7 separate regions of the Mus musculus genome follow, and regions 1, 2, 4, 5, 6 and 7 are each linked to region 3. The links are chromatin contacts, called in public HiChIP or PLAC-seq and promoter capture Hi-C maps. All regions are on one chromosome and are shown on one strand. The core of a region is the stretch at or near the end of the contact, and the rest is flanking DNA. Distances in the headings are between cores, read along the strand shown.

Evidence for each region. Promoter capture Hi-C pulls out the DNA fragments that hold promoters and counts their contacts. HiChIP or PLAC-seq counts read pairs in DNA pulled down with a chosen protein or histone mark.
Region 1: a contact with region 3 is called in an H3K4me3 HiChIP or PLAC-seq map of embryonic forebrain, with 8 times the contacts expected there. The contact joins the promoter of Map3k21 here to the promoter of Disc1 in region 3. A contact is called at or near these places in 3 of 39 promoter capture datasets (the C10 cell line, embryonic stem cells and hippocampal neurons), 1 of 15 datasets of contacts at CTCF or cohesin (large pre-B cells) and 12 of 115 datasets of contacts at active chromatin or transcription factors (astrocytes, bone marrow-derived macrophages, embryonic basal ganglia and 6 more).
Region 2: an H3K27ac HiChIP or PLAC-seq map of embryonic stem cells shows a contact between it and region 3, with 2.7 times the contacts expected there. The contact joins the enhancer-like site here to the promoter of Disc1 in region 3. A contact is called at or near these places in 11 of 39 promoter capture datasets (the 3T3-L1 cell line, the C10 cell line, cranial neural crest and 6 more), 3 of 484 Hi-C or Micro-C datasets (the HL-1 cell line, the N1E-115 cell line and embryonic stem cells) and 6 of 115 datasets of contacts at active chromatin or transcription factors (embryonic forebrain, embryonic stem cells, forebrain and 2 more).
Region 4: a contact with region 3 is called in an H3K4me3 HiChIP or PLAC-seq map of forebrain, with 11 times the contacts expected there. The contact joins the enhancer-like site here to the promoter of Disc1 in region 3. A contact is called at or near these places in 1 of 39 promoter capture datasets (embryonic stem cells), 1 of 484 Hi-C or Micro-C datasets (bone marrow-derived macrophages) and 8 of 115 datasets of contacts at active chromatin or transcription factors (astrocytes, craniofacial prominence, embryonic basal ganglia and 5 more).
Region 5: a contact with region 3 is called in a promoter capture Hi-C map of stem cell-derived epiblast-like cells, with 2.5 times the contacts expected there. The contact joins the enhancer-like site here to the promoter of Disc1 in region 3. A contact is called at or near these places in 6 of 39 promoter capture datasets (the 3T3-L1 cell line, embryonic stem cells, liver and 2 more).
Region 6: a promoter capture Hi-C map of embryonic stem cells shows a contact between it and region 3, with 5 times the contacts expected there. The contact joins the promoter of Ntpcr here to the promoter of Disc1 in region 3. A contact is called at or near these places in 6 of 39 promoter capture datasets (3T3-L1-derived adipocytes, embryonic stem cells, hippocampal neurons and 2 more), 7 of 484 Hi-C or Micro-C datasets (the Ba/F3 cell line, CD4 T cells, LSK cells and 4 more), 14 of 115 datasets of contacts at active chromatin or transcription factors (astrocytes, bone marrow-derived macrophages, embryonic forebrain and 9 more) and 3 of 9 other capture datasets (adipose tissue, liver and macrophages).
Region 7: an H3K27ac HiChIP or PLAC-seq map of embryonic stem cells shows a contact between it and region 3, with 5 times the contacts expected there. The contact joins the promoter of Kcnk1 here to the promoter of Disc1 in region 3. A contact is called at or near these places in 1 of 39 promoter capture datasets (embryonic stem cells), 1 of 484 Hi-C or Micro-C datasets (embryonic stem cells) and 1 of 115 datasets of contacts at active chromatin or transcription factors (embryonic stem cells).

Annotation. Positions count from the first base shown.
Region 1 is chr8:125,908,573-125,912,355 of GRCm38.p6, forward strand. It overlaps Map3k21 (mitogen-activated protein kinase kinase kinase 21), which reads left to right and starts at 1,878. Exons shown (of 10, transcript NM_145608.2): 1 at 1,878-2,861. The coding sequence starts at 2,105.
Region 2 is chr8:125,696,775-125,700,905 of GRCm38.p6, forward strand. No RefSeq gene overlaps it. Among named protein-coding and RNA genes, the nearest start is that of Gm39283, 13 kb to the left of the region's middle. Within about 2 kb of position 2,732, at least 15 of the 459 cell types and tissues checked have an H3K27ac peak or open chromatin away from gene starts, as enhancers often do. A contact at or near this core is called in embryonic stem cells, where this site is marked.
Region 3 is chr8:125,052,524-125,056,628 of GRCm38.p6, forward strand. Disc1 (disrupted in schizophrenia 1) reads left to right here and starts at 1,672. Exons shown (of 13, transcript NM_174854.2): 1 at 1,672-1,761. The coding sequence starts at 1,707.
Region 4 is chr8:125,821,126-125,825,322 of GRCm38.p6, forward strand. All of the region lies in intron 19 of Pcnx2 (pecanex homolog 2), which reads right to left. Among named protein-coding and RNA genes, the nearest start is that of Gm51603, 13 kb to the left of the region's middle. Within about 2 kb of position 2,861, at least 28 of the 459 cell types and tissues checked have an H3K27ac peak or open chromatin away from gene starts, as enhancers often do. A contact at or near this core is called in forebrain, where this site is marked.
Region 5 is chr8:125,963,388-125,967,599 of GRCm38.p6, forward strand. It overlaps Gm42056 (a long non-coding RNA gene), which reads left to right. Exons shown (of 2, transcript XR_879364.1): 1 at 1-783; 2 at 1,136-1,299. Among named protein-coding and RNA genes, the nearest start is that of Gm42056, 5.1 kb to the left of the region's middle. Within about 2 kb of position 1,409, at least 10 of the 459 cell types and tissues checked have an H3K27ac peak or open chromatin away from gene starts, as enhancers often do. A contact at or near this core is called in stem cell-derived epiblast-like cells, where this site is marked.
Region 6 is chr8:125,732,051-125,735,842 of GRCm38.p6, forward strand. Ntpcr (nucleoside-triphosphatase, cancer-related) reads left to right here and starts at 2,153. Exons shown (of 5, transcript NM_025636.5): 1 at 2,153-2,299. The coding sequence starts at 2,266.
Region 7 is chr8:125,993,080-125,997,012 of GRCm38.p6, forward strand. Kcnk1 (potassium channel, subfamily K, member 1) reads left to right here and starts at 2,023. Exons shown (of 3, transcript NM_008430.2): 1 at 2,023-2,735. The coding sequence starts at 2,381.

The sequences.
Region 1 (3,783 bases), core at 628-3,127, 860 kb after region 3:
AGAGCAAGGGGGACAGAGAAGGACAGAGAGAGGAAGAGGTCAGTGGGGAACATGCTGGAGAGAGAGGAAATAGGAGATGGTGAGAGAGGGAAGGAGGGAGGGAGGAAGGGAGGGAGGGAGAGAGAGAGAGAGAGAGAGAGAGCGGGAGCTGAGCAGTCCTTATAGGCCAGGATGGCTTACACCTTGTAGGCTACTATGTAGCTTTTGGGCAGAGCCTGGAAGACTCCGAAACAGACACAATAACAATTATAAGAATAGTTATAAGAATAGAAAAGCCAGAAAATATGTTAATGAAAGGGGTGCTGGCAGACATCTGCTTGCTCTATCAGGGAGTGCCAGGCTTGGCTGATGGCGCACACTCATAATCCCAGCCTTCAGGAGGCTGAGAGCTCACTGTTCTGAGTTCCCGGCAAACCTGTGTTCTAAAGTATGTACAAGGTCAGCATAGGCAGCCGGACAAAACTCTGCCTCAAAATAAAAAGTATTAATATTGGTGTGAATTATTATTCAACAAACACCCTCCAGGCTCTTCTCAGCTACCACGCGAGGTTACCGTTTTACAGATGAGCAAATTTAGACACTGCGAACAAACAAAACGGCAAAGAGCCGAAGCAAAACAAAACCTCCTTATGTGCTCTCGTGTTAGGAGCATCCTACACCGGCCAGGACGCTCAGGCTTAGCACACGTTGTGTTCTGGTGTCGTGAACCAATTTTGCAACTGTATTCTCTACTTTTTAAAGCTTCATCAGTTGTGTCACCCTGGCAACCTGTAGCTCATAGGTGCCTCCAAGGTAGTCTACATCGGAGTCTGAGGGTACACAGGGTTAGACGGGACCTGGGGATTCCTGACATCGGAGCACTGTAGGCACAGGAACGCGCCAGCTTTCGGGGTTATGAGACTGTGGTTCCCTATGTCTGTAACCTGGAGACTTTCCATGCCTGCAGTCCGGTGAGATCAAGCACACTAGACCTCTGTCTGGAACCGCGCTCCAGGATCCGAACGTCTATCTGTTGCTGGGATGGTCTGTCACTTTACATCTAGAGCTCCAGGGTCCTCTTCTCTCCATCTCCTCTCTCTTTTCACTGAGGAGTCCAACCATCTTCGAGCACCATGATCTCTCTCTTTAACTTTCTGGAAAACTTTAAGTGGCCCCAGGCTTACTCCGCCATCGAGGCCAAGAGGGCGCCTGAGGTGTAGTGGAGACGCCAGAGGGCGGGCTCAGAATAGGTCACGCGTGGAGGTGAAAAGGCTGACAGTCTGGGGGCGGGGTCAGAATGGACCTAGAAAGCGGAGGCGGTCCCCGAAGGGCGGTCGAGGGGACCCGGCTGTTTAGAGGATCGTCAGTAAGGGACCTTGAGTAATGGATTTGGAACGGGTGGGACAGATCCAGGAGATCAAAAGAAGGTGGTCCTTATGAACTCAGAGCAGAGAGTGGGCCTAAGAAGACTGCCCCAGCGCGAAGTAAATGGACCTAGAGGTGTGGATCCAGGAGCACCAATGAACTTAGAGAATGAACTTGGGAAAGGGCGGGCACCAGGGGTGGAACCAGGAAGACTTGGAGGGAGGACGAATCTCGGCAAAGCAAAATTACAGGGGCAGAAACGCCAACCTGGCGGAATGGGTTTGCTGGGGGCGTGTCGGGCACAGGAGACTCAGGTTCAGGTTAGACTCAGAGAGAGTTCTAGGGGTTAAAGAACCTGGAGGGCGGGACTGGCACTAGGGAGGGACTAATGGAGGGTGGAACCCAGGGGTAACGAACCCGGCGGGGCCAGAGCTAGTGCCAAGGGGAAAGGACCTGGAGGGTGGAGTGGCCAAGGAGGAGGGGCTGAGGGTGGGGGCGACTTCTGGGGAGCGCGCGTAAGTCTAAGCAGGTCCAGCACCGCCACCGGTTGTCCGCGCTAGCGGCTGCGGGGAAGAACTAGCCAAACTGGAGGCAGAGCAGAGGTCAGAGCCCCCGGGCAGTGGTCGTAACCTCTGTAGTCCTGCTCCAGCCCTGCACCCTTCCCTGTTAGCTCGGACCGATGATACGCGTCGCTGGAGACCCGGAAAGCTGAGGTTGTGGCTGTCGCACTTGGTCCACTAGCGACCTCTCAATCGCCCCTATGGCTCTACCTGTAGCCGAGGGCACGGCTGACACGCCGCTGTCCCCGGCCCGGGACGACTCGGGGAGTACCTCCTCCGGGATGTGGGCCGCGCTTTATGATTACGAAGCGCGCGGTGAGGACGAGCTGAGCCTGAGGCGCGGTCAGCTGGTCGAGGTACTGTCGCAGGACGCCGCGGTGTCAGGAGACGAGGGCTGGTGGGCCGGCCAAGTGCAGCGGCGCCTGGGCATCTTTCCGGCCAGCTACGTGGCGCCCTGTGGCCCGGTGCCGCCGCCGGCGCCGCCCCCGCCGAGACCCTGCTCGCCTGTGCACGTAGACTTCGAGCGCCTGGAGCTCAAGGAGCTGATCGGCGCCGGCGGCTTCGGTCAGGTGTACCGCGCCACCTGGCAGGGCCAGGAGGTGGCGGTGAAGGCGGCGCGCCGGGACCCGGAGCAGGACGCGGCGGCGGCGGCCGAGAGCGTACGGCGCGAGGCGCGGCTCTTCGCTATGCTGCGGCACCCCAACATCATCCAGCTGCGGGGTGTGTGCCTGCGGCAGCCGCACCTCTGCCTGGTGCTGGAGTTCGCGCGTGGCGGCGCGCTCAACCGCGCGCTGGCGGCGGCAGCATCGGATCCGCGAGCGCCCGGCCCCCGCCGCGCGCGCCGCATCCCCCCACAGGTTCTGGTCAACTGGGCGGTGCAGATCGCCCGCGGCATGCTGTACCTGCACGAGGAGGCGGTGGTGCCCATCCTGCACCGTGACCTCAAGTCCAGCAACAGTAAGTGAGGCTAGCCCCAAGGGAATTAGGTTCCAGGAGCCAAGAGAGGGGTCTGGCTCTGACACAGAGTGGGAAGACAGGCTCTGGTTAACTTGCTTTAGGGAAGTTCGTACTTACCCTGGCGTTATTACCTGTGAGCACCCCTTTAAAAGACAGGGTCAGGAGCTTGTAGATAAATTTTTTTTTACTCTCCGGACCTATCGGACACTACACATATAATCTGTGTAGGTCTCCCAATACGCTTGCACGGGACTTTACCAGCCCTGGCCTTAAACAGAGCATGTTTAGCCTGGTGGCCACATTACCTGCACTCCGTCAGTCATTTCCTTCCACTTTACAAGTGTCTTATTAAAGTTTCTAATTCTTTTCTCCTGGTACGCTCTGCAAAAGCTGGGCTTCACGCATTCCAAGCAGGCATTCTGCCGCTGAGCTCTACCCCACCACCCACCCCAAACCATGTTCACTGTGAACATGGCTTCTTGCCCTTGGTCTTTCCTTACGGGTCAGAAGTCTCTGTCTCTGAAACATGACTGTACTGTTAGGAGAAATCTTTTCTGCACATTGGAAAGCACCCATTTGGGCCGAGAACAAGTGCACGGATCCTGTACGGTACTGGAAATATCAGGTTGTGTCAGTCGCCTGATCTGGAAGTCAGAGTGGACTTTCCAGGCATTAGCAGGGAGCTCCCATGCAATCTAAACACAAACCATCAGCATGAACGTCTAAGAGAGCTGGAGTCCAGGATTGCTGTTTGCAGTTGCTCTCCACTACTGGAGAGCCTTCCCCTCCCCAGAGTGAAATGGAATCTCTTGCAAGTCTAAAGGATTCAGCCAAAGCTGGTGCTGACCAGGCACAGTTGCAAACCCCTCAGTCATCCTAAACTTGCTAGGACAGGAGCTAGCTGGAAGGACCTCAGTGTCTT
Region 2 (4,131 bases), core at 1,482-3,981, 650 kb after region 3:
GCACAGTAGTGTTAATGTCTGTACAGATACCTGTGGGGATCAGGAGGGGGAGCGAGAACCCCTGGAGCTGAAGTTCCTATGGTTTTGAGTCATGCAGTGTGGGTTATGGGAACTAAACTCCTTCAGTGGTGAGAGCAGCAGAGCCTCTTAACCCCTGAGCCATGTCCTGCTTGAGCCACTGTGCTGAAGTATTCCAGGTTCATAAAGCAAGAGCAAAAGTGGGAGGAGATGGGGTCAAGGCAACACAGGCGTGGTGTGGGGCTGCAGCTCTGTAGTGACCACAGCTGTGATGTGGGGCTGCAGCTCTGTAGTGACCACAGCTGAGATGTGGGGCTGTAGCTCTGTAGTGACCACAGCTGTGGTGTGTGGCTGCAGTCCTGTAGCGACCACAGACGCTGGGCATCTTCTCAAGTTCCTATCAGAATCTCTAGAAAAATGGCCACTCAACTTCTGTGCCCATTTCCCACTGGGTTGATTATTCCTGATGCCACTAAGTTGTAAAACCTTTATCTAATCTCATTTGCAAATATTTTTGATATCTGTGCTGGTTAGTTATTTTGTCAACTTGACACAAACTTGGGCCATCTGGGAAGGGAAACCTCAATTAAGAAATCAGATTGGCCTGTAGGAAAGACTGCGGGGCACCTTCGTGATTGTTGATTGGTGTGGGTGATGCCACGCCCAGGCAGGTGCTCCTGGGTTATATAAGCAAGCAAGCAAGCAAGCAAGCAAGCAAGCAAGCAAGCAAGCGAGCGAGCAAGCAAGCAAGCGAGTGAGCCACGAGGAACCAGCTAGTCAGCAGCATCCCTCCGTGGTCTCTTCTTAGATCCTTCCTCTGGGTCCTGCCCTGCTTTCCATGAACTCTCTCAGAGATGGATGTGATCAGGGTGTGTGAGTCTTTACTTCCTAAATTGTTTTTGGGCCATTGTCTTATCACAGCAATCAAAAGATAACTAGAACAATGTGGGAAACTGTTAACCCAACCAATGACCCAAAGACTTTGCAACTATTGGTGAGATATTTAAATGATTCTTGAGAAGCCTATGTCCACATTCGGGTGTGCTCTATCCATTATTGCCTGTGCTTAACTCTAGGTCAAAATTCCTTCTTGATAAGCAACCAACTCTGCTTCCCACTGGCTCATCCTGCAATTCTTTCCTGCAGTTGAATCTTGACTCTGCCTCAGTAGGGGCCTCTAAGCAGAACTTGTTAGGGTGCTACAGCCAATAGCATGGAGCTGGGTCTCCTTCTTCCATAGCTGCTGATGCTAAGACACATAAAAGCAAATCTTTGGGCATGCTGTAAGGAGGCATGAAGAGTGGAAACCTGTCCAATTAACAAGAATTAATGGGTGTTGCAGGGTATTTGATCACACTGTGAATCCCAAGATTGTGTGATTTATTGAAAAAAAAAAAACTGTTTCTAGTTTTAGTGTAACTCAGCCCTTATTGTATATCTTTAATCCCAAACAAAGAAGGTAAAGTTAGTTTGTAGATGGAAGCACCCATGTTTGAAAGTGACATCTAATTGAGTGGCAGACAAAATGATGAACCAGAGAAAGATTTGACAAAATAGACTAATCCCAACTCTCACAAGAGGGGGGAGGGGGAAGCTACTTGAAGAGTTTTACCTGGACAGTTATAGAGAGACAGATTGCAGAGAGAGAACAAGCTGTACACAGGTGAAGACAAAATGAGCTAGAGAATGAGAAGGAGCCAGAAGATTAGAACAGATTGCCAGAGTTAGTTTGAGGCCAAGCAGAGCAAAAAGTCAGAGGCCAAGAGAGAAGCCAGATTGAATCTCTCACCTTGTCAAGGAGTTTGAGCCAGAATAGTGGAGTTGAACCAGTCAGACAGTGTTCAGAAAGAACTAGAAGGGGTGAGCTTATTCAGCATTAAGTCTCAGAAGTTGAAAGCATTCTGGGCCTAGATAAGATTGTATGAAGGCTAAAAGCTTCCAGGTCTAGGCCTAAGTTAGCAGAGGCAGTAAGCCCCTGAAATGACAATTTAAAAAGGTGAATAAAAGTTACTTTCCAAACAGGGAAATGCCATCCCCCATCCCCCGAAGTCTAGAATAAAAGTAACAGCCTGAATATTTGTTCAAGAGAAATGACTAACTCAAAACAGTGAGTGGGGCTGGAGAGCTGGCTCAGAGGCTAAGGGTGCTTATTGCTCTTGCAGAGGACCTGGGCTGGGTTCCCAGCACCACAAAGTGATTCACAACTATCTGCAACTCCAGAGATTTCACCGCCTTGCCCTGGCTTTCTTGGTCAGTAGGCACACATGTGGTGCATAGATGTACATGTAGACAGATAAAGGCACATAAAATTCAAATAATAACATTAAAAGTCGGGTTTGTAGTGGGGTGTTTACCCTTTCTTTAGACTCTCTTCAGAGCTCCATGGGCCACACATTTGAAGCAGGCAGTGGAAAGATCAGTGATGAGGGACAATGGTCTCCATCCAGTCTGACTCTCTGATTTTATTGGACTTAGATAAGATGCTAATACAACAGTTTCTCTCTTCTGAACTTGGGAGGCTGCATGGTTTTCCTGGTTTGGAGAACTGCAACCGTGGCTCTGTAAGACCTGAAGAGCCTTATGTCCTGGATGTCCCACTCACAGAAACACAGAGACGGAGATCAATGCACTAAGCAAGAGATTTATTGATCTGGCATGCCACACTGTCCTGCAATCTGGGCAGAGTCAACCCCAATCTCCTAAGCACACACTTTTTATATAGTTTAAGGGTAGGACTTGATAACAATAAGAGTTGGTTTAAGCCCATTGTTGGCCAGGGCAGACTTTTTGATTTCCCCCCTTTAGAAATGGTAATTAGCCTCTCCCTTCCGGATTGGCAATTGTTTCGTGACCTTCCTTAAGCAATATTAATGGCCATGGGTGAGGTGAGGTCTTAGTCACCAGAAGGGGGAACTGAAACATTCTTGGTCATTATCTGCACCTACCTTAAAGTAGGAGCTTTCTTGCAAAGCTTGTTTTGTCATTGCAGGAAGGGAGTGTTAGTCACAACCTTCTAGCGGAAGTCCCCAGCATGCTATTCTAGCAAGGTCTTTCAGTGGTCATCTTATGTTCTCTAAGGTCACACATTCCCACAGCTCCTCCTCATCCCCACAGCTCAGTCCCGGGTTTGGCTCACGTTGAGTGTAGGATAAACAGCTGATTTATTTGTGTCCATGTCATTGAATAGTTTCCCCCATTGTCTGCCCAGCAGCTTACACACCAACAAGCAGGGATGATTCCTGCTAACAATGTGGACTCTGCCTTTGTCATGAAGAGCTGTCAGTTCTATGAGGAAATTTCTTAGGCTCTGTCGTCAGGAAATGTGATTTTAAGAATTGTTGACTTTATCTATAATATCTTGATCAATATAGATTTGGCTCACTTCCCTAGGTCTCTGAATCAATTTAACAATGAGATGGAGAGCTTTAAAAGGCCCCAAGTATTTTCTAAATAAAAGACCTAAAGACAACAATGAAGAAAGACTATTCCTTCTTTAAAATAGTTGACTGTGTTAGAATACTTTAGTAATTCTGAAACTATTCACTATTATTTATAAATATTTATTGAGTGTAGAGTCTGCTCCAGGCCTCATGTGGAATGCCAGGACTATATCAATGATTAAAGTAAGTGTGGTTGTCTTTCCTCTTGGGAAGAGCCTACGACCGACCGCAAGGACAGAGAAAGGAGAAAGGGTCACTAGGGTTGACTCCCTCAGCCACTCTGCATAAGCAGACACACACACCCAACTCACCACTCTGCATAAGCAGACACACACACCCAACTCAGAGGACTTGCCTCAGGCAGAGTACAGACCAAAAGAAATACAGCCAAGATGTAAGTCCGTGGAAAAGGGGTCGTTGAGGGCAGCAGAAGAGAGAAAGCATGGGAGTCGTTTCCTAAATAAGGCTGTCCCTGAGCTGAGAAGTCTCACTGAATAGAGAGTACGTACACTATTCATATGGAAAAGCACTCTAGAGATGGGCACACTCCAGAGCTTGCAGAATGTCCTCTGAACCTTCCTGAGCACCCTCAGTTCAAGAAGGAAAGCTAACCAGCCGGAAGTGTCTGGGTATGTTTAGTTTGTAAGACAAAGATGGCCGAAGGGAGTACTGA
Region 3 (4,105 bases), core at 422-2,921:
CTGAGGTTTTTTTTTAATCTGATTCTGATAATTTTGTAAGTTTTAAAACATTCATTTTCATTTTGTGTATGTGTCTGTCTGTCTGTCTGTCTGTCTGTCTGCGTGATGGTGACAGGGATAGCTAGAAGAGGGTGCCTGATTAGTCCTCTGGAGCTGCAATTGCAGGTAGCAGTGAGCTACTCAGGATAGATGCTGTGAAACTGAACTCTGATCCTCTGCAAGAATGCTATGTGCTCTGAACTGTTGGGCCAGCTTTCCAGCCCCTGTTTTAAGACAGTTTATGTTATATATTCAGAGGTATGCCTAGTTATCCTCGGGAGTGAGTCAGGTAGACCTGAGAGTGTTTATGGCAGGCTGGCCAATTCAACTGTATTTACTACGGAGTGCCTCCTGAGGAGGAGAGGCGTTCCATTCGTTTTAGCTGACCACTTCAGATCGATCGCAGGCCATCACTGAGGGGAGTCAAGGCAGGAACCTAAGGCAGGCCTGCTTGCTATAGCACACAGCATTAACCTCCAATGGAGAGCTCACTTCACTGCCAATCAGGTATAGCAGGAACCACAGAGGACGCTGTTTGCCAGCTGGCTCGTAGATGGGCTTCAGCTCACTTAGCTTTCTTGGATAGTTCGAAACCTAGGTAATGGTGCCGCCCACAGTGGGCTGGGCCTTCGAAGGCCAGTTAACTGTCCAGACCTTTCTTACAGACGCGATACGGGCCAATCTGATCTAGGTAATCATGGACTAAAGCTCTCTGCTCACAGGACCCTAGGCTATGTCACACTGACAGGTAAAGCAAACTAGGATACCAACACAGTGCCTTTTTCAACCCTGTTACCCTACCCACTGCACTAAATCCTGACTCTGCTCATGTCTTTATCAACTTCAGCCGCATCCGCCCGTGCTTACCCGAAGGTTCCTGGTAAGAGGCAACTGCTCTGGCCCACCTTTCCAGCACCTGGTCTTTTTTCTAGGGCCACAGGCTCCTCCCTTCCAGCACGCACTCTCCCAGGCTTCTTCCCACTGCCCCATGCTCCACCCACAGTCAGGTCTCCGGCTGACTCCATGCAGTTCAGTTTTGTAGGTTTATTTTTGCCTCGGGGTCCAGAGGCGAGGTTATGACGGGCCTAACCCCTGACTGGCACTTCCTGTACCCACTGTCCTGTAGCAGGTGCTTTGCTGAAGCAGCCAAAGGGAAGGGATGGGGGAGGTGAGCCAGCTGCCAGGAGCTTGGCACAAGCCAAGGCTTGTGCCGTGCTCCTGGCCAGCCCCGTGCTGCCAGAGATTCGATTCTCAAGTCATTTTTAACAGCTGCTCCCACCCCCCCCGACCTGTCATCTGTCACTTTCCTTCGGCTTCACCGCGACTTGGTAGGAAGAAGTCCCTCTCTTGACCACCCCGCCTTTTACTCCCAGGGTCTGGGAAGCGCCCAGTCTTTCGGTCCCTGGCCACACTGCCCCATCACACTTCCCCTCCTTGGTTTCCTCCAAGTGAAAAGCAAAACTTTCTGCGCTGCGGTCTGGGAGCCGCGAGGGGCGGCGCGCGCGCGCTAGCGAGGGGCCGAGGCTGGAGAGGAAGCGGCGGTCCTGGGCAGGAGGAAGAAGCCAGCCCTCGGCTCGGCCCCCTGCCCGTTTCCCGCCGCCTCCGCGGCCGCCGCTACCACCATCACCACCACAGTCACCGCCGTCCGGGGCGCAGCCGGCCGCACGATGCAGGGCGGGGGTCCCCGGGGCGCTCCGATCCACAGTCCGAGCCACGGCGCAGGTAGGGCCCGGGGTTCTGGAGGAGGGCGAACGAGGCCTGCCGAGATCCGGGCGCACCCTGATGCAGGGGAGGGAAATCGAGGCAGTGAGCGGGGAGTGCAGGGTGCGGGCGGTCGTGTCCCCAGCTCCCACTGCAGCTCCCGTCCAAGCGCGTCCCCGTCCCGAGAGTCCGGCCGCCCTGAGGCGCAGTCGGCGAAGGGCGCGCCCGCACTCCTTCCTTGCGAGGTCCCGGTGGCCGCGAAGGTTTCCGCAGCGCCCAAGTGCAGCTCGATCCCAGGACTCCCTCGGGTGGCCGGCGCAGACGCTGCGGGGACGCGGGGCGAGGTTGAGAGAGGTGTGGGAACTGCAGCCCGCACCTCCCGTGGGGCTGCTCGCCGCCCACTTCCGAGTGTGGACTGTGACGCGCAGGGCAGCGCAGGCTGAGGGGACCCGCTCCATTTCCTCTGTCAGCTTGGGCCACGTACCAACCCCGGTGATGACATCGAGTTAAGTGGGTGGCCGCTTTTCAACCTCAGCAACTCACTGTCAGAAACCCCAAGAAAAGAACGTGATGGCACACGCCTCTTTTCCTAGCACTCGAGAGACAGGAAGACTGTGGAGACTTTCTAATACAATCTGGGCTACAATAGTGAGACTCTATCTCAAAAACCAAAATCAAATCAGAACAATGAAAAATAAAACAAGCACGGAGATCTGCTCCAGACTGGGCTTTGCAGTTTGGGCGTGTGCTGTGCCAAGGAGAGAAGGCAAAGGACTTAGGAGCTTCTTTTGGCTCTTGGAGCCTCAGTTTACCCATCTGTGAAAGGAGCACTAATCACTAGCTTCCCTACCTCCTTAACTGGCTTCTATGAAGACATTTTTGCAATTGGGAGTTGGAAAATACAGGGTTGGTAGGTGGGTGTAGGGTAAGAGTCTTCTGCACCCGCATCCTGGACTCGGGAATGCCTTAGTTTTTCAATTTGTAAAATGGAGCTGATTTTCCTGCCTACGTGGTAGATTTTAAAAGGGGTTTAATGTGGTAGGAGGACATGAAACCCCTGGCCAAATCTCTGCGATACAAAGCAAATTCTCAAAAATCTCTTAGTTGCCCAGGCTAGCCTTAAATCTGCTGCCTAGCCCAGGCTGGCCTCCAATTTGCTAGCCTTTGCCTCCCAAGTGCTGGGATTACAGGTGTGCTCCACTACGCACGGGTCCTTAAGTATTATTTTGACCATGCAAGACCTAAATAATCGTGGGCAATACAGGAATGCCAGTGTGACATGTTAGTGTCTGAGTTACAGGGTATTTGAAAAGACATTTGGCACCTGACATGGAGACCGTTGAGGTTTAGCCAGGATTCTGCCCACAGCAAATAGAGCCCTGGATGAGAAACCTGCTTTCTGAGCTGTCTCTCCAAGTCTCGGGCTTTCTCTTCTGTTTATAAGAAAGAGAAAGCACCTGGGCTGTAATTATTACCTTAGCCCTGAGAGTGCTGCCCTGGGATGGAGAGCAGAACATCTGGAACTGGGGCAGGTGACAGCCTACAGGCGACAGGTGCCACTTTGCAGAGAGTGCATGGGCCAGGCACTTGGTCCTGCCCTTTGATGAGGTCCCCCTCACACCGGTGAGGGGCTGGTGCTACCATCCTCATCTTCCCTTGGATGTGGCAAGGGTTGGAGTCACCTGCCTGTGGCCCTGGTGGTTAAACAGGGACTGGGGCTCAAAGTCAGATGCAGGTGTCTCCAATTACAGGCTGAAGGGAAGGTGTCAGGTGGAGCCCAGGCTGAGCGTGGACCTTTGCCTGGTCAAAGGTAATACCTGGTCTTCTGTTTCTGCCGTTTATACCTATCTTCATCTATCTATCTATCTATCTATCTATCTATCTATCTATCTATCTATCTATCTATCTATCTATCATCTATCTATCTATCTATCTATCTATCTTCTATCTATCAATCATCTATCTGTATATCTTCTGTCTCTATCATCTATCTTCAGCATCTATCAATCATCTATTACCTATCTATCATTTATCCATCAATCTGTCTGTCTATCTTCTATCAATTATCTACCTACCTATCTATCAATCATCTATCTATCTATCTATCTATGTATCTGTCTATGTATCTATCTATCTATCTATCATCTATCTATCTATCTATCATCTATCTATCATCTATCTATCATCTATCTATCTATCTATCTATCTATCATCTATCTATCTATCATCTACCTACCTATCTATCAATCATCTATCTGTATATCTTCTGTCTCTATCACCTATCTTCAGCATCTATCTATCAATCATTTATTACCTATCTATCATTTATCTATCAATCTGTCTATCTATCTTCTATCAATTATCT
Region 4 (4,197 bases), core at 1,611-4,110, 770 kb after region 3:
GCTGTCATCAGGCATGGTGACAGCTGTGAAGGAGTTCCGTGTCTCACTTACGCAGGGGAAAAATTAACTTGAAGAACCAAATTCAAAATCAATAGACAGCATCTGAGGCCTACAGCTGAGGTCTACCTCACCTTAACCCGCTGGCTACCTTATACATCTGTCAGTAGAGTGCCTTGATTTACAACTTTCTTTGTTCTTACTGTAAAATCCTCAGGAACATTTGCCACATTTGCGTATGCATTTAGGGGTAACCCAAGTCTGTTGGGCCATGGCCCCTCCTCATGTTTGGCTCCAGAATAAGATCTCTTCTCTTTAAAGTGAGAGTTGGTGGTTTAATTTTTTTATTGTTTTGTTTGTTTGTGAAACAGGGTCTTCTTATGTAGTAGCCCTGGCTGGCCCAGATCTTACTGTGTAGATCAGGGTGACCTTGAACTCACAGAGATCGTCTTCCCACATCTCCTGAGCACTGGGATTAAAGGCCAGAGCCACCAAGGATCTCTGACAACTGTGTTTATGCAAAATGCTTGCTATTATTTTATAGAACCCTAGACACACACACACAAACGTACAGTGAGGCAGGAGGGAGGGAAAGACAAGGAGGAAGAGGGATGGAGAGAAGGGAGGGAGGGAGGGAGGGAAGGGAGCTGGAGAGGGAGAGGGAGAAGGAGAGGGAGAGGGGGAGGGTGAAGGGAGAGGGAGAGGGGGAGGGGGAGGGAGAGGGGGAGGGAGAGATTGTTATGGAACAGCAGAGTCGTAGCGGGTCTGAGATCTCCCAGCTCGGAGCTGTGAGGTCAGGGTCTGTTTACTTACCTTCTGATGGAAAATTAATTTCATTTTAATTCCTGCCTGTCTCGGGATCCTGCCAACCTCAGTAATGTATTCTGATGGCGATGCTTCAAGCTCTGGACCCTTGGATCGCACCGTGAATGTTTATGTTGTGGGCAGACAGGGGCACATCGAAGTTGACCGGCAATAGGGAAGGGTGACGAAACAAAGTCCAGAATTCTGAAGTTTTAACTTGATCCTTTCTTGTGAGGCAACCAGAGAAAGCTAATAAAAAGCTAAGCTAGCAAACGAGATGACACGATAAACGAGCGTCCTCGGTCCCCATACTGTCTCTGCAGTCATACACGGCACAGTTAAAAATAAAAGCTGTGTGATCATATTTTATAACTGCCTCTTTGGAACATCCTCAATATGCAAAGAGACCATAAAAACACATTACCGGAGAATTGTTCTTTCTCTTTCCCTCGGAATATGAGGCCCCGCGAGCAACAGAATGCAAAATAATGATGCCATTTACAAGTTTATGGTTGCTCGCTGCAGTTCAAGGCTTTAAATTTTCTTAAAGGGTTTTCAGGTTGTGTTTTCGTTAGGTGCCCTGTGAGACTACAATGGTCTTCCCAATAATTAAAAATTAATCAGGAATCCTCAGGATGCTGCCAAGCTTTGTAAACCAATCTTCTGCTCTGACCAGGATCCAGCAGAGGTTGGAAGGATTGAGGCTTTCTGCTCTGGGCTCTGAGGGGGTCACCCCTGAGGCATCTGCGACGGGGAAGCCCTACTGGTCAGGAGTTAGCGCCTGGCATGGACTATCTGTTATCTGCAGCTCCTCCTGCTCTTTGTCCTTCTGGGCTGGAACTAAGGCTGTAAAGTCCTTCCGGGTGACACGCATGCCACCCTTTCTCCATTCTCTATAAATAGGCTGCACTTCCAAAATAGAAGATAAGACATCACAGGGCTTCTTGGCTCTTGGACCCTGCTTAGGACAATCTCGAAGTTCATGACCTTGACTTTCTCCATAGGTTCTGTTGTAAGAAAGCAGGCTGAGCAAGCTGTGAGGAGCAAGCCAGTAAGCAGCACCCTCCATGGCCTCTGCATCAGCTCCTGCCTCCAGATTCCCGCCCTGCTTGAGTTCCTGTCCTGACTGCTTTTGATGGTGAAAGCCAGAGTGAAATAAACCTTTTCCTCCCACAGCTGCTGTTGGCCATGGTACTTCATCACAGCGACAGAAACCCTAAGACAACAGCCACATTTTCCCTTTTCCTTCCTTCCCCTGTCCCTCCCTTCCTTCATTTTGACAGCACTTCAAATCCTTACTGAACCTAGAATTCATTTGATACAAATTTGTTCTTTTAAATTTTCTGTCCACACCCTAGTGCTAACGGAATTATGTCCTTATTATTCGCATCTGTGTGGGAACAGTGCGGCTCCTTCAGGAGGTGGGGCCTTGTTTGAAGTAGAGGAGCACCAGCCTAGGATGGGCTTTTGGGGGGTGCCACCAGATCCCTGGTTCCAGCTTCGCCGTCTTTGTCCCAGTCCTCCACGACGAGAATAGCTTCTGCCTCATTCTCCTGCCAGCATGAACTGGACTGTTCCGAGAATCATCCCTGCTGTGGAGGACTGAAAACCCTGGAACCATGAGCCCCTAAAACCTTTCCTCCCTAAGTCTACTTTCCCCTGGCCCTCTCTCCTTAGGGTGCTTTCATCCTGACTACAGAGCAGTAAGCTGTCACCTCTGCTGCTCAGCACCTGTGGTACCTGACACAGGGAGATAAGGGTCTCAAACAACCCGAGAGGCCAGCTGGACCAGGGGAGTGAAGTGCCTCTTCCATAAGACAACAGATAGGCAAATCAGATGCACCCCAGGCACAGAACGAACGCACAAGCATTATCTAGAAGAATCAACAGGCTATCCGAGAGGAAGTCGATTTTTCTTAGAAAGGAGGCATCAGAGAAGGGAGGGGCTGGGCTGACAGGAAGCTGCTGCCTCTCATTACAGTTTGTTCTATTTGACTGCTGCAATCTCAGTCACTCTGACAGACGTGAAAGATGCATGAGAGAAGGCGGCATCCCTCCGAGCCACGTCTGTCACACGCAGAAACCAGTCAGTGTGCAGCAGAGACCAGCTTCACCACAGTGCAAGGTAGAGCTCACAGAGAACGACGAGTCTGGGGCTTGTTACAGAATCGTCAATAGTACTTTTTTTTTCTTTTAAAGGAAAAATTGCTATTTAAATGAGATTCTCAATCGATGTGTTTTACAATTTACATAATATAATTTACATAATATAATCCCCACTCATTTATTCTAATGCATCAAAAATTAAAGTTCACACGTTTCCCCACCAAGCAGGCTTCTCAGCGTGTTCTCCCACCTGCCCTCTACCTTCCTATGTTCTCCCCCCAACCCCCTGCACACACCAGCTTTCAGGGACCCTCCCTTCCTTCTGTGACTTTACAGCACAACGGGCAAATTGTTTGTTCATTCAACCAACATTTACTGAAGAGCACCCATGTACCAGATTCAGCACTCGGTTACAGAATCCCATGTATTTTCTAGTTTATCTGAATATCCATCTGCGATAACTAATATTCACTGTCAACTTGAATCGCAGGGGACATAAGCCTGTGGGCATAGCTGTGAGGGGATGATGTAGATTAGGCTTACTGAGGTGAGAGACCCTCTTTAATTATGGATAACACCCTTCCACGGCCTGGGGCCTGGGCTGAAGGAAACGGAGAAAGCCGATCACTGGATCAACTGGCATTGATTTGTCTCTGCTTTCTGACCATGCATGCCATGAGAGCAGCTGTCTCCAGCCCCTGGAGGTCAGACCTTCCCTGATAAGATGAAGTGCTCCTTCACACGGAGAACCCAAGCAAACCTTCCCTCCTTAAGTTTCTTTGGTTAGGTATATTTGCTGCAGAAAGAAGAAAATAACATCCACCCTCTGCCTGCAGGTGTCACTGTTGCTTCAGTTGTCAAGGGGACACTCTTGAGGGACCCTCTTATCAACCGGACAATCCTGAAGGACCCTCTTGTCAACTGGACAATCCTGAGGGACCCTCTTGTCAATTGGACACTCTTGAGGGACTCTCACTTGAGGAATTGTCTCCAGTAGAGTGGCCTGTGGCTATGTCTGTGGGGGCATTCTCTAGATGGATGACTGATGTGGGAGAGTGGGCAGCCCATGGTGGGCTGTGGCATCCCTGGGTAGGTGTCCTAGTACTCTAAGAAAGCAGGCTGAACAAGCCAGTAAGCAGCACTCCTCCATGGCCTTTGCTTCAGTTCCTGACCTGATTCCCCTCTGTGAAGGAGCGGGACCTGAAAGTCATAAGATGAAATAAAACCCTTTCCTTCATGACTTGCTTTGTGGCCTGGTGTTTACGACAGTAGAAGAAAGCAAAGCAAGAC
Region 5 (4,212 bases), core at 159-2,658, 910 kb after region 3:
CTTCAGTCCCCACAGGGTGGTGCAGGCGCTCAGAGGCCAGAGAAACAAATCATGTAACCCCTGAGCCATGGATAAGAGAGGTTTCGTGTGTTGCCAGAATTCAAAGCTAGGACAGTCGAGGAAAGGACACCCAACCATGAGGTCTTGCAATCGTGGGCTTATTTTTCTCCAGCAGCGGTGGCAATCTAGATGCTGTGATTTAGGACGAGTGCAACCTCTGGGGTGGTCGGCAAAGATGTGAGTTCCCAAGGTTAACCTGCTCCTCTGCTACTAAGCTCCAGCATTCGATTCTATTTGTAGAAAGGCTGTAACGCCTCGAGGGGGTGTGTTTACGTTCCGGTAAGAGAGAGCGGGAAGAAAACGAGACCAGGAAGGATGCTGCCTAATGTCATTGGTTCCATTCTATCAGAAAATAATTGCTGCAAAAGATGACTCTGCCTCTCCCTCGGGCCTCAGTTTACACTTCATCGGCCACAACTGAGTGATAATGAAAGGCAGCCCGCGCCGTGCATGAAGCTGCCATACCAAGGGGGCAAGTGGGGCCCTTCAGAACCGGTAGAGAGAAGGGCAGGTGTTCAGAGTATTGAAAACATCCCATCAGGGGGCAGCGACCTTGGAAACTGTGTCCCAGCTTTCCAGTTTGCCTTAGTTGTCTCCTGCCTAGAAACCCCTGGTGTGAAGACACTGTTGCCAGCTTCCTCTGTCTCCCCTGCTTTCAAAATGGCTTTTATCCACTTGGCGGGAGGATTCCATGTCACGACAGACTTCACGGCAGCAGCCCAAGTGGGTAGAAGAGGCTCTGCTGGGGCTGGAGAACCGGCTCAGTGGTTTGCAGCACTTGCTGTTCCCAGACAGTCTCAGATTAGGGTCCCGGGTGGGACACTGGGATGGATAGTTGTGGGTCTGCAGTTTATTAGATGTGCCGCCCGCCCGCCCCTGCCCCTGCCCCTGCCCCTGCCCCTGCCCCTGCCCCTGCCCCCGCCCCCGCTCCTCCCCCCCCATGCCCCCCCCCCTCCGCCCGCCCGCCCATCAGCCTTAAGCAAGGCTAGCTCAGACCTCGTTTGCTACAGTTGCTAGCTCACCTAGGGTAGAGTCTTCTGACCTAGGTAAAGTCTTTTGTCTGCCCTATCTGCAGATTCCTGCAAGAAGCTACCTGCTGAGCCGCTGAGCTTGTTTTCCTGACAGATCCTGACAAAGTGAAAAAAAGCGATCCTGGCATAGTGGGGGATGGGTCCCCCCCCCCCATCCCTCACCCCTTTAAAAATCAGGCCCTAGAATTAAAGTTGAGCCTTGATCAGAGAACTTTGTCTCGACTCATTATTTCTCTCGCAGTCCTTCCCATCCAACCCCAGCTTTCCTTTCAGGAACCCAGGAATCCGTGGCCGCCGGTGGCTTCAATTAGAAGTGTTATTAATGCCCTGGATAGACAAACAGAAAACACTATGATGGACACACTGAGGAAGCAAGACCCACACAGCGGAACGTGTGTGTGTGTGTGTGTGTGTGTGTGTGTGTGTGTGTGTGTGTCTTCTTACAGCTTCTGCAGAGAGGAGGGGCTTCACAGCAGGGGCCAGTAAGCAGGATCTCTGGTTCCCAGGCAGAGGACAGGAAAGGGGTGGGGAGCAAGACATGGAGCCAGCAATGTCACCAAGTGATATAAACCCACTTCCCCAGGTTCAAGACCCTGGAAATCCACATCTGTTAGAGACTCACGGGCCATGTCTCAGTCGGAACGAGTCAGTATCTGTGAGAGGTGAAGATCTCTGTAGGTACTGAGGCCTTAGTCGCAGTCTGCTCAGGATTTTAATACTGCATTCTTTCAAAGAGAGCCTTCCTATTCGTTAATGAACTCTGTTTCAAACACTACAAGTGCCGTGTGTTTTGTCCTTGTTCCAGGGCACAAGAACCTGGGAATCTCAACAGGTGTCCTCCGGACTCTGATCTCTGGCTGTCATATGAGCAACGCAGAGACAGGTGGAATTTCATCCAGAGGGGAACATCTGACTTGGGTTTTACCAGGCTGTGCAAAGATGAAGTATACCTGAGGATCTTCAGACAACACTGGTATAGTCACATGACTCCATGCACAATGGAGACCTTTCGAGGAGATGACAGCATAGAACTAGAGGCTTGGCCAGAGTGTAGAGACCATGTTATCTCTTAGAGGAGAGGAGAACCAGGAATCCCTGTGCTGAACTGCATAGTTATGAACATAGGCCAACACAGGTGAACACGCCATGCCTTCATCTTCTATGAATTTATCAGGGTTGGACAGATAACATCCTCTACATAGAAAAACAGAACATTGGCCGTATTGTGTCATCTTCTGTACTAAAAGCATACACTTAAGAATAAAAAAAACAAAACAAAACAGTATGACAGTGAGGAACTGGAGTCACGGCTGAACTGGTGCCCACCCCCAGGTCACAGTGAGGAACTGGAGTCACAGCTGAGCTGTGGCTTACCCCCAGGTCACAGTGTCCTGGTTGTTGTGAGTGATTTCACAAGGTGTCACCACGAGGTGAGGTTGCTCTCTGATCATGAATCTAGTAACACAGTGAGATTCCCACACAATCTTGAACTTGGCACTGACAACAGAACACTCACACTTTTCTGTGTCACGCCCCCACCCCCACCCCCCATGAGCAGCTGTCACTTCAATATCAATTATAGAGTTCTATTCCTCCTACCTTCTGGATAGAAGAATTCAGGACATCCATGTATAGCAGTACTCTTGCTTTCTAACAGAAAGATTGACGATTCAAACCTTTCCCTATTCTCCCAAAAGAAACATGTCCTTTACCAAACCTGTTCTGGTTTGAATCTGAAGCATCCCCTCTGGCTTGTGGTCTGAACGCTCAGTTCTCAGTTGTTTTGAAGGCCTGAGAGCAGCAACTCCAAGCTTCCACTGCTGCACCAGCCACAAGGGCTCCACCATATCATATAAAACCCTCTTAACAGTCTCAACAAAGAAACGTAAAAAGAAAGAAAGCAGTCTGAGCAAGCCATGAGGAATGAGCCAGTAGGCAGCACCCATCCTTGATATCTGCATAAGCTCCTGCCTCCAGGTTCCTGCCCTGCTTTAGTTCCTGTCCTGACTTTCTTCAGTGATAGACTATAATGTAGATGCATAAGCCAAATGGACCCTTCCCTCCCCTTCCCCCAAAGAAATAGAAAGAAAGAAGGACCAAGTGAATAACTGTGATGTGACAACACTGTAACTAAAATTTAACAATTAGTGGAAGGAATCCACTCAGAAGCAGCTCAATGGAATTGTCAGCAATAGCTGTGGACTTCCTGGATAGAACCAGACAATAAATGATCCCTGACTTAAATCTCCTACCTCTGCAATAATTGACTCAAAATTCATCATGGATTTAATTTATGGACTTAAAATGCAAAAACATATAGATTTAAAAAAATCCAATTTTGCCCATGATGTGAGCGAATATTTGAGCAGACAGACTACACATAAGATGCCATATCAGTGAAGACAGCCCTACTTGATCAGCTAAGGATGCAAGTTAAAACCCATGATGTCACCACACACCCATTAGAATGGTTGTTTGTGTTTTAAAAGCTGAACAAACAAAACCAGCGAGCACACCAAGTACAGACAGCTATGGGGAGACACTAGGCTGTGACCCCCCAATGTCCAGACTCTCTGGAAAGCAATCTCACAGTTTCTAAATTGCAGTCTTACAGCTGCCATATGTTCTAGCAATCCTAGGTGCTCATTCCAGAGAACTTGCATCTTGTTCATATGGGAAATGGTCTATAGTATCTTCACTGTTAAGAGCTTAAAACTGAAGGCTGAAGGTCTTCAGTGCATGGGTGTATAAACAGAATATGGCAAATCTAAATCATGGAATACAATCCAGCAATAAAAAGGCAAAATTATACTGATGGAAAGGACTCTCAGAAGGTTGTATACTGTATGGCTGGTCCCTTATTACCTTTTCAAAATTATAAAATTAGACAATTATAAATTTGAGTGATTTCAAGAGGCTAGGGAAGAACTAGGTGTGGCTGCAAACATCATGGAAATATTCTCCAATTTGTCTCCTTGGCCATTCTTGGGCTGTGATGTCAGGCTATGTAGTTTTGAAAGTTGTTACTGTTAGCATTTTGTCTAGGCTCTGCCCCACAGTTACCTGACAACAGCCAGGTGTGCCTGACTCACTATAAAAGGGAGCACTCACCCCCTGCTCT
Region 6 (3,792 bases), core at 903-3,402, 680 kb after region 3:
CCAGGCCAGCGAGAGACTGTCTCAAAAACAAGGTAGATGGTTCCCTAGGGACACCAGAGGCTGTCCTGTGGCTTTTGTACACACAATTACATATATGCATGAACACACACACACACACACACACACACACACACGAGTCAAGATAACCAAATTTGAAATCAGTATTGTACTCACTTGCTGTGACCCTTTGATGCTAATTTACTACATATAAATCATTGAAACTATGTTGTTATTTCGTGGAAATTGTACCAAGTGAGCACTCATTCAATGAATTATCATATAGTGAACATACTACTGTCATCTCATTTTTTTTCTTTTAATGGATGAAGGATTTCCATCTAACTTGTTTTGGGGGCGAATGACTGTAATCCCAACACTGAGGAAGCTGAGGCAGGAGAAGCTTGAGCTAACCTGGGCTACAGAAAAGATCCTGTCTTAAAAAGAGAGAAGGAGAGGAAGAGGGAGAGTGCCCAAGGCCAAGCAGATCGATGTAGACATTTTCTTTGTTTCCTCCGGTATTGATTCTCTATGTCGATTCTGTCTCTGAGCTACCGAAAACAACCCAACTCCCAGAACGCCTTACAATTCCAGTCCCCTTGCCAGCGATGGAAAATTCTAGAGGGTTAATATTTAAAATGAATATTCTGGATACAAGAAGCACTTAGGATTCTATACATGTTGTCTCTCTGTGTAAGGTTCTCCCATGGGTTTGCTTTGCTTACATCAGCCATTCTCTGAGTCCATGCAGGTGCAAGATGCGGAAGGCAAGTTACCCATTGGGATAAGAAGTAATAATACTCCATTAGAGTAACACAGGGCTATAAACAACACTGAGATGACAGTGGCAGGTGTGGCTTGCCAATCTTTTTAGGTGATTTAAACAGCAGGAAACTGAGCTGTTAAACTGGCATATATTGCCTGCTGAAAGGAGTCCAAAAATGTGTGTGTGTGTGTGTGTGTGTGTGTGTGTGTGTGTGTGTGTGAATGTGTGTATGTATATTACATTCGCAAACCAATTAAAGGTAAGGATTCCTGGAAATGGCTTTCTCATCCAGAATGGAGGGTGACTGAGCACAAGCCCAACTGCACGCATGCTCGACTAGAAGGGTCTACAGGTACATCGCGGGCAAAAGCCACTGCCACTTCATTTGCTGGTGGAATGAGTCTCGAGGCTAACTGAGGTAAGGATCCACTTTCTCTGGGTAAGGCAGTTGTGGGTTGATAGACAAGTGTGGAGGTATGGAGCAGAGATGAGGGATTCGGTGCATGGCTGGGGATAGGAAGTCCGCCTGCATCAGAGGTCTGCAACGTGGGCAAGCTTGAAAACCTCCTGCAAACAGGTTCAAGTTCTCCGGACCAATGCCAGTTACTCCAGTCTAAAGGAGGCCATCGCTTTGGGCCAAGCTGCTGTGTGAGCCCCTAGCAGTCCAGATCGGGCCAAAATGGAATCAAGGCACTATCACTAAGATGACCATCAAACTGGCTTTGAAAAAACTGTTTTGGGCTAGTTTCCCCCGAGCATGGGCGTCCCAGTCAGCTGAATGAAGTCAGTGAGGAAGTTCTTTTTCAGCAATGGAAGGGGAGAACTCTGCGGAGAGAAGCCTCGCTTTTGCTCTTGTTTCTGCTTTCCACAACTCTTTCTGCCGTTTCTGCCGCTCAGGTCAGGTCACTGGAAGCTCCTTCTACTTCCAGGTTGCAATAAAAAAGCTTAATCAGATCTTTAGACTCTTACTACCTTGTCTCAGATATTCATCTCGGGAGGTGGAGGCCAGGATAAATTGAGGTTAGCTGTTCTCCAGCTGACTGCTCCGCAGCCAAGTGAACATTGTACACGGAGTTCAAATCCCACCAACGGCTGCTCCTTCAAGGAGGGTTTCTATTGCTACATAGGAGCTCACTTGCAGCCTGAGGTGAGGGTCTCAGGGACAGAACTCAGATACTTAAGTAGCAACGGCCAAGTATCTGGAATTTCCACGAATGCATCCGTGCAGACACCTCACGTGAGTCTGGCACATAGGACTGTTCCCAGACCTTACAGCCAGCCACTGCCACATAGCACCAGGAGTAGGGAAGAATGCGCGTGCGCCTTGTGTGTCGGGAAGGGGGGGGGGGGAGCGTTGGAAACGCATGCGCGACCACGGGGCGGGGCGGTGCTTTCCCTGCCGACAGGGGCGTGGCCTTCAGCGTAAGGGGTGGAGCCTGGCCGCCCATTCTGACCCCCGACCGCCCCGCTCTGGACCACCCCGCACCCAGACCCCCACGCACATGTCGCGGCACGTGTTCCTCACCGGGCCTCCAGGTGACCCAGAGCCTGCGGGACTTGGCGGGGAGGTAGAGCGCCTGGACCTCTGTCCGGTCTCCGGCCTGGCTTGGTGTATCGCAACCCGGCGAGAGGGAAGGCCAGGAGGACTGGGGAGCACCGGTTACATGTCCCCAAGGACCGGTTGTCACCCGGGTCTCGCGCCACTGAGGCCCAGGTGTACTCTGTAGACTTTAGAGTCAGTTGAACAGGCAGAGGCTTTGGGGAGGAGCAGGGGGCCGCAGTTGGAGGCGCGCCGGCCTTGCACAGCATGCCCTGCATTTGAAATCAGGGTGCAGTTGGGTCCCCAGCTTCCTGCTGTAGGGTTCACCCGGAGCCATCATCAATACCTATGTTCATAAGAGGTTTAGTGAACACCGGACTCACAGGCTTTCCCCTCCTCCCCGAGGAGAACCTGGGAGTACTGTCAGTCCCGGATTTGCACCTCTACACCCCTGCCTCCTGTCTCAAGAGTTAGTAATGCTTCGCCCCTTGCGCTACAGGCCCCACTCCAGTGTGTCTCACTAACATCCCAAAGGGTTTGGCTTTCTAAGCCCCTCTCCAGCAAGTTAGCGAGACTTTTAAAAAGAAAGCACCCTTTGTCAGCACCACTGCCTCTCAGCCTCTTCCTAAATATTGACCAGCATCTGTAAGTCATCTCAGAGGGGGCTTTGCTCAGCTGGTTTTTTTTTTTTTTGGTTTGGTTTTTGAGACAGGGTTTCTCTGTGTAGCCCTGGCTGTCTTGGAACTCACTCTGTAGACCAGGCTGGCCCCAACTCAGAAATCCACCTGCCTCTGCCTACCAAGTGCTGGGATTAAAGGCATGGGCCACCACTGTCTGGCTTGCTCAGCTGTTTTTAACATAACAATCCCTGTGAGGAGATAGCCTCTGGGTCAAGAGCTCTTGGGCTGCTGTGTGTTGTCTGTTTGGAAATACGGATATATGGAGTTTGAAAGTTGCATTTATTTACGTATGTGAGTGTGTGCGCAGGTGTGGAGGTCAGAGGACAACTTTGAGGAGTTGGTTCTTGTTGCCCCATTGAGCCGTCTTGCTGGCCCATAAATATACTCCCCTCCCCTTATAATAAAAGTGCTGCCTGCTTGGTATGAGAGCTAAAGTGAAATGTTAAAGTGACAGGCTTTTTGTTGGTGGTGGGGTGTGTGTATGTGTGCAGTGTTTGGGATGTAAATAATAAAAGACAAAAAGCGGGGGTAGCCCCAGGGAACTCCACCCTCAGGAGCTAAGTGTGGGACCTTTGTTCCTTATTGTTCTAGGCCACAAACATCTGCTGTTGGCACATACATACTTTTGCTTAAAATCCATAAGGATTATGCTGCAACCCTCTGGCCCACCACCACTGACCCACCTTCACAGCCAGGCTTCATGCCCTATAAAGGCTTAACGACCTCCCCACACAGTACCATCTGCCTGATCAGACACAAGAGTGGCTGGAGGGATGCTTTAGATTTAAACCAGAACAGAGGGTAAATCT
Region 7 (3,933 bases), core at 773-3,272, 940 kb after region 3:
GAAGGAAGAAGCACCCGACCCCCACACACCAGAGACACTAGCAGGAACCGGTAACCCGGGCCCCTCAGGTGGAGGAGGCATCTTGAAGCGGCAGCAGCAGGGAACAACAGAGAGGAGGGTAACACTGTGAGGGCAGGAGGCCTCTGATGGTATATCCTCCAGGGAATGACAACCCCAAGGACAAACAGGGCAGGTGAGCATAGCTTAGCATCTCACAGGACAGTGTGTGAGGAGGAAAGGACGGCTGAGCGTGACTCGGGTTCTCAGAGAGCTGGAGCGCAGCTCTGTGTCTCAGAAAGCAAACACCCAATGTGGTGGGTTACTGTTTCCCCTAGAAAACAAGATGTGTTTGTCCTTGGGAGAGGGGAAGAAGGAAGAAATGGATGACCAATGGGGGGACTTTGAAATACAGAGAGTGATGTGGAGGGATCTCTGAGGAAGGCAGGAGGTGAGATTATTCACTAAAATTAAAAAAAAAAAAAAAGAGTAAATCTGCTGCACACTCTCTATGAATATATGACTTCTAAGAACGTCTGTTCAGTAGGCAGATGATGGAATTTTCCAAGTATTTAGATTAATTCGGATTTACTTTAATGCTTTCTCTTACTGATATCATCTACCATAGATGAGGAGTATTTTTTTTTAATATAAGAAATTGAAGCTACCTCTCTCCTCTACTTCCCCACAAACAGCTGCTGGAGGCAGTTCTACTTCTACATGTTAGCCTGCTTTGCAGACACAGTTCTGTTACAGGGTACAGCATAAACGGTTCGCATATTTGAGATTCCAGACAGCTGTGCTTACGTCTGCATAGTCTTCAAATTCATCTTTAAAGATCAGATGTCATCTTGGCTGGGGAACGGTTCAGCAGTCCAGGTGCTAACCACGGTCCCGGCAACCGGAGTCCATTCCCGGAGTTCATTGGAGACATTGATAATAATGATAATGCTATGATGATGATGATGATGCTTCAACATTTTTTTTTTTAATTCGAGTCCTGAGTGTCTGACCACAAGTCTGGGTACCCAAGTACTTTACCACTACGTCATCTTTCCTGCTCCCATTCCCCTAGTTAGGAGCCTTTAGAATGTCCCTGACTCTTGACTCCATGTGCATGTAATGACAAAAATACACCTCTGTGTGTGGAGTGGTGGTTTGAATGAAAATGGCCCCCACAGGCTCATAGGGAGTGGCGCTATTAGGAGGTGTAGCCTTGTTGGAGGAAGTGTGTCGCAGGGGATTGAGCTTTGAGGTTTTAAATGCTCACGCTGACCCAGTTTTATTCTTTCTCTCTCTCTCTCTCTCTCTCTCTCTCTCTCTCCTGTTTGCCAATCCAGATGTAGAACACTCCGCTCTTTCTCCAGTATCATGTCTGCCTGTGTGCCACCATGTTCCCAGTCATGATAATTATAGACTAAACCTCTAAAACCGTAAACCAGACCCAGGTAAATATTTTCCTTTATGAGAACGGCTGTGGTCATGGCGTCTCTTCACAGCAATAAAAACCTAAGACAATAGGTATGATGTATGGCACGATATATAAGACAGGATACAGCTATGCTGAGTCTTATGTATGTGACTGTCATCCTTCTCTAGGAAGTGTCACAGAGTCAGGTCCTCCACCCCCACCCCTAGAAGCACACAGCTAGACTCTAGAAGCACACGGCTGCACATGTCTATGCAGAAATGTAGAACCCAACCTCATCCACCATCAGTTCCTCCGTGCCCTAGCGCACATTTCCATTTCTGTCTCCTGACCACGAAGTCCTTAAAGTTTGGGGTATTGTTTAGGCTAAAATCCAGAAGCTGTGTTTTCCTGTTCCAGGTGGAGGATGGGGTCAGGAGAGGATTCAAGTAGCTTTTTAGAAAGAGGTTCATTGTATTTTCAATAGTCTGGGCAGCAAATGGCTTAGCTGTCCAGTCAACAAGACAGAGGAAGACAGGATCTATCTGTACCCTTGGTATTTGGCTATAGTAGCTTTAATCAGGAGGAATGCCTGGGGGGACAAAAGTAGCTAGGACGGGGGTTACGGTGGCGCGCGCGCGCGCGCGCACACTCTCTCTCTCTCTCTCTCTCTCTCTCTCTCTCTCAGCTCAGGCCTGCTGACTGCACTGGGGAAGGGAAGAGGGAGCCAGGCAGCCTCCGGGTGGCCTGGCCAGGGTCTGGCGCCACCAAACCTGCACTTTCCGGTTTCGGAAGCCAGGTAGGGGGCGCGGGCAGCCAGCAGCTCCCGCCAAGTGGGTGAGAGCGCTCCGCCCGACCAACTCCCGCTACCTGAGCCGGCCACCACGTCACCGCCACATCATCTGGCCTCTTGTATTTGCACGAAACCAGGAAAGGGAGCGGCGGCGGGAGGCGCGGAGCGCGGGCGCCGGGAAGATGCTGCAGTCCCTGGCCGGCAGCTCGTGCGTGCGCCTGGTGGAGCGGCACCGTTCGGCCTGGTGCTTCGGCTTCCTGGTGCTGGGCTACCTGCTCTACCTGGTGTTCGGCGCCGTGGTCTTCTCGTCCGTGGAGCTGCCTTATGAGGACCTGCTGCGCCAGGAGCTGCGCAAGCTGAAGCGGCGCTTCCTGGAGGAGCACGAGTGCCTGTCGGAGCCGCAGCTGGAGCAGTTCCTGGGCCGCGTGCTGGAGGCCAGCAATTATGGAGTGTCGGTGCTCAGCAACGCCTCGGGAAATTGGAATTGGGACTTCACCTCGGCGCTCTTCTTCGCCAGCACCGTGCTCTCCACCACAGGTAGGGCCGCTGCTGCCACCTTACCCCAAACCCCGGCGTCCCCAGGCCTCCGCTGGGCGCATCCTGCGGTGGCTCGCAGTGGCGGCAGCCAGTGAGGTGACCCCGGAGCACGATATGGGTACTGCAGCTGTTACTCTTTGGGAATGGTCTCAAACACTCTGGACCTTGAGGCTGCAGGGGTCTCATTCACTTCTCCGTCCTTGTGAGGAGCAGGTAGGAGCTGATGGGAGGGTAGGTCCCCGACATTTCTGTCCTGGCAACTGAGCAGCAAGACCAGGAGATGAGGAGAGTATCCTGTGCTTAAGAGCGTTCGCCTCCTTCTGGCCCCATCCCAGAGACCCCAGGCCGAGAAACCTAGCAATGACCCTTGGATGGGTCACCTTCATGACTGTGACTCCCTTCCCTACTGTAGACCTATTACAGCTTCTTTGGATCTGTTTTGGGGACAGTGGTGACATCACTCTGCTCTCTGCAGGTGACCTCTAAGCAGGCAGGCCTATGGGGGTTTCAGAGTAGGAGGAAGGGTGGGAGAAGGGAAGGGAGTCACTTGACCTGGGCCCCACATGGTGGGGCTTCCTGAATCAGCGGTTACTTCAACTTTAGGTGCGTTGAGCTTCTCTTCTACTTTGAGGCTTCAACGTCTTCAAGAGGCTTAGAAATCCAGCTGAACATACATGCCCAGGGGCATAGCAGTTAGACTAGATGGAGAGAGGCCAGGTTTCGTCAGTGGTGGCTAGCCATGCGTGCAGGCTAGGAAGGACATAAACGGTGCACGGACAGCCAGAGGGACTCTCAAAGGGCCTCAGTACCGTGCCTTCTTCTTATGCATGAGATCCAATTTTTGAAATGGCCCCTTTTGGCAGGCACAAGGTCACACAGTGCCCAGGGACACTCTGGAATCCGAGCCTTGTGAGTTCTTGCCAGGAACAGTGTGTTATGCCCCTGCCCCACCTTTGCAAGTGACTCAACTGCACCTGGGTTACTCCAGCCGTTCCTTCTCCCTCCTCTCTGCCTCTCAGGCTGACCCTTCTCAACTTCCTTTGGGCTGCGGCCGGGTAAATTATTTTATTAATTACCCACTATTGTAAACACCCAACCTCCAGCCAGATCAGGTAAATTTATTGTTTGGAAATCTGGGGTGAGTTCCTGAACTTGTAATCGACACAGAAAGAGTTCTAGGCTGTGTTGCGGTATTTTT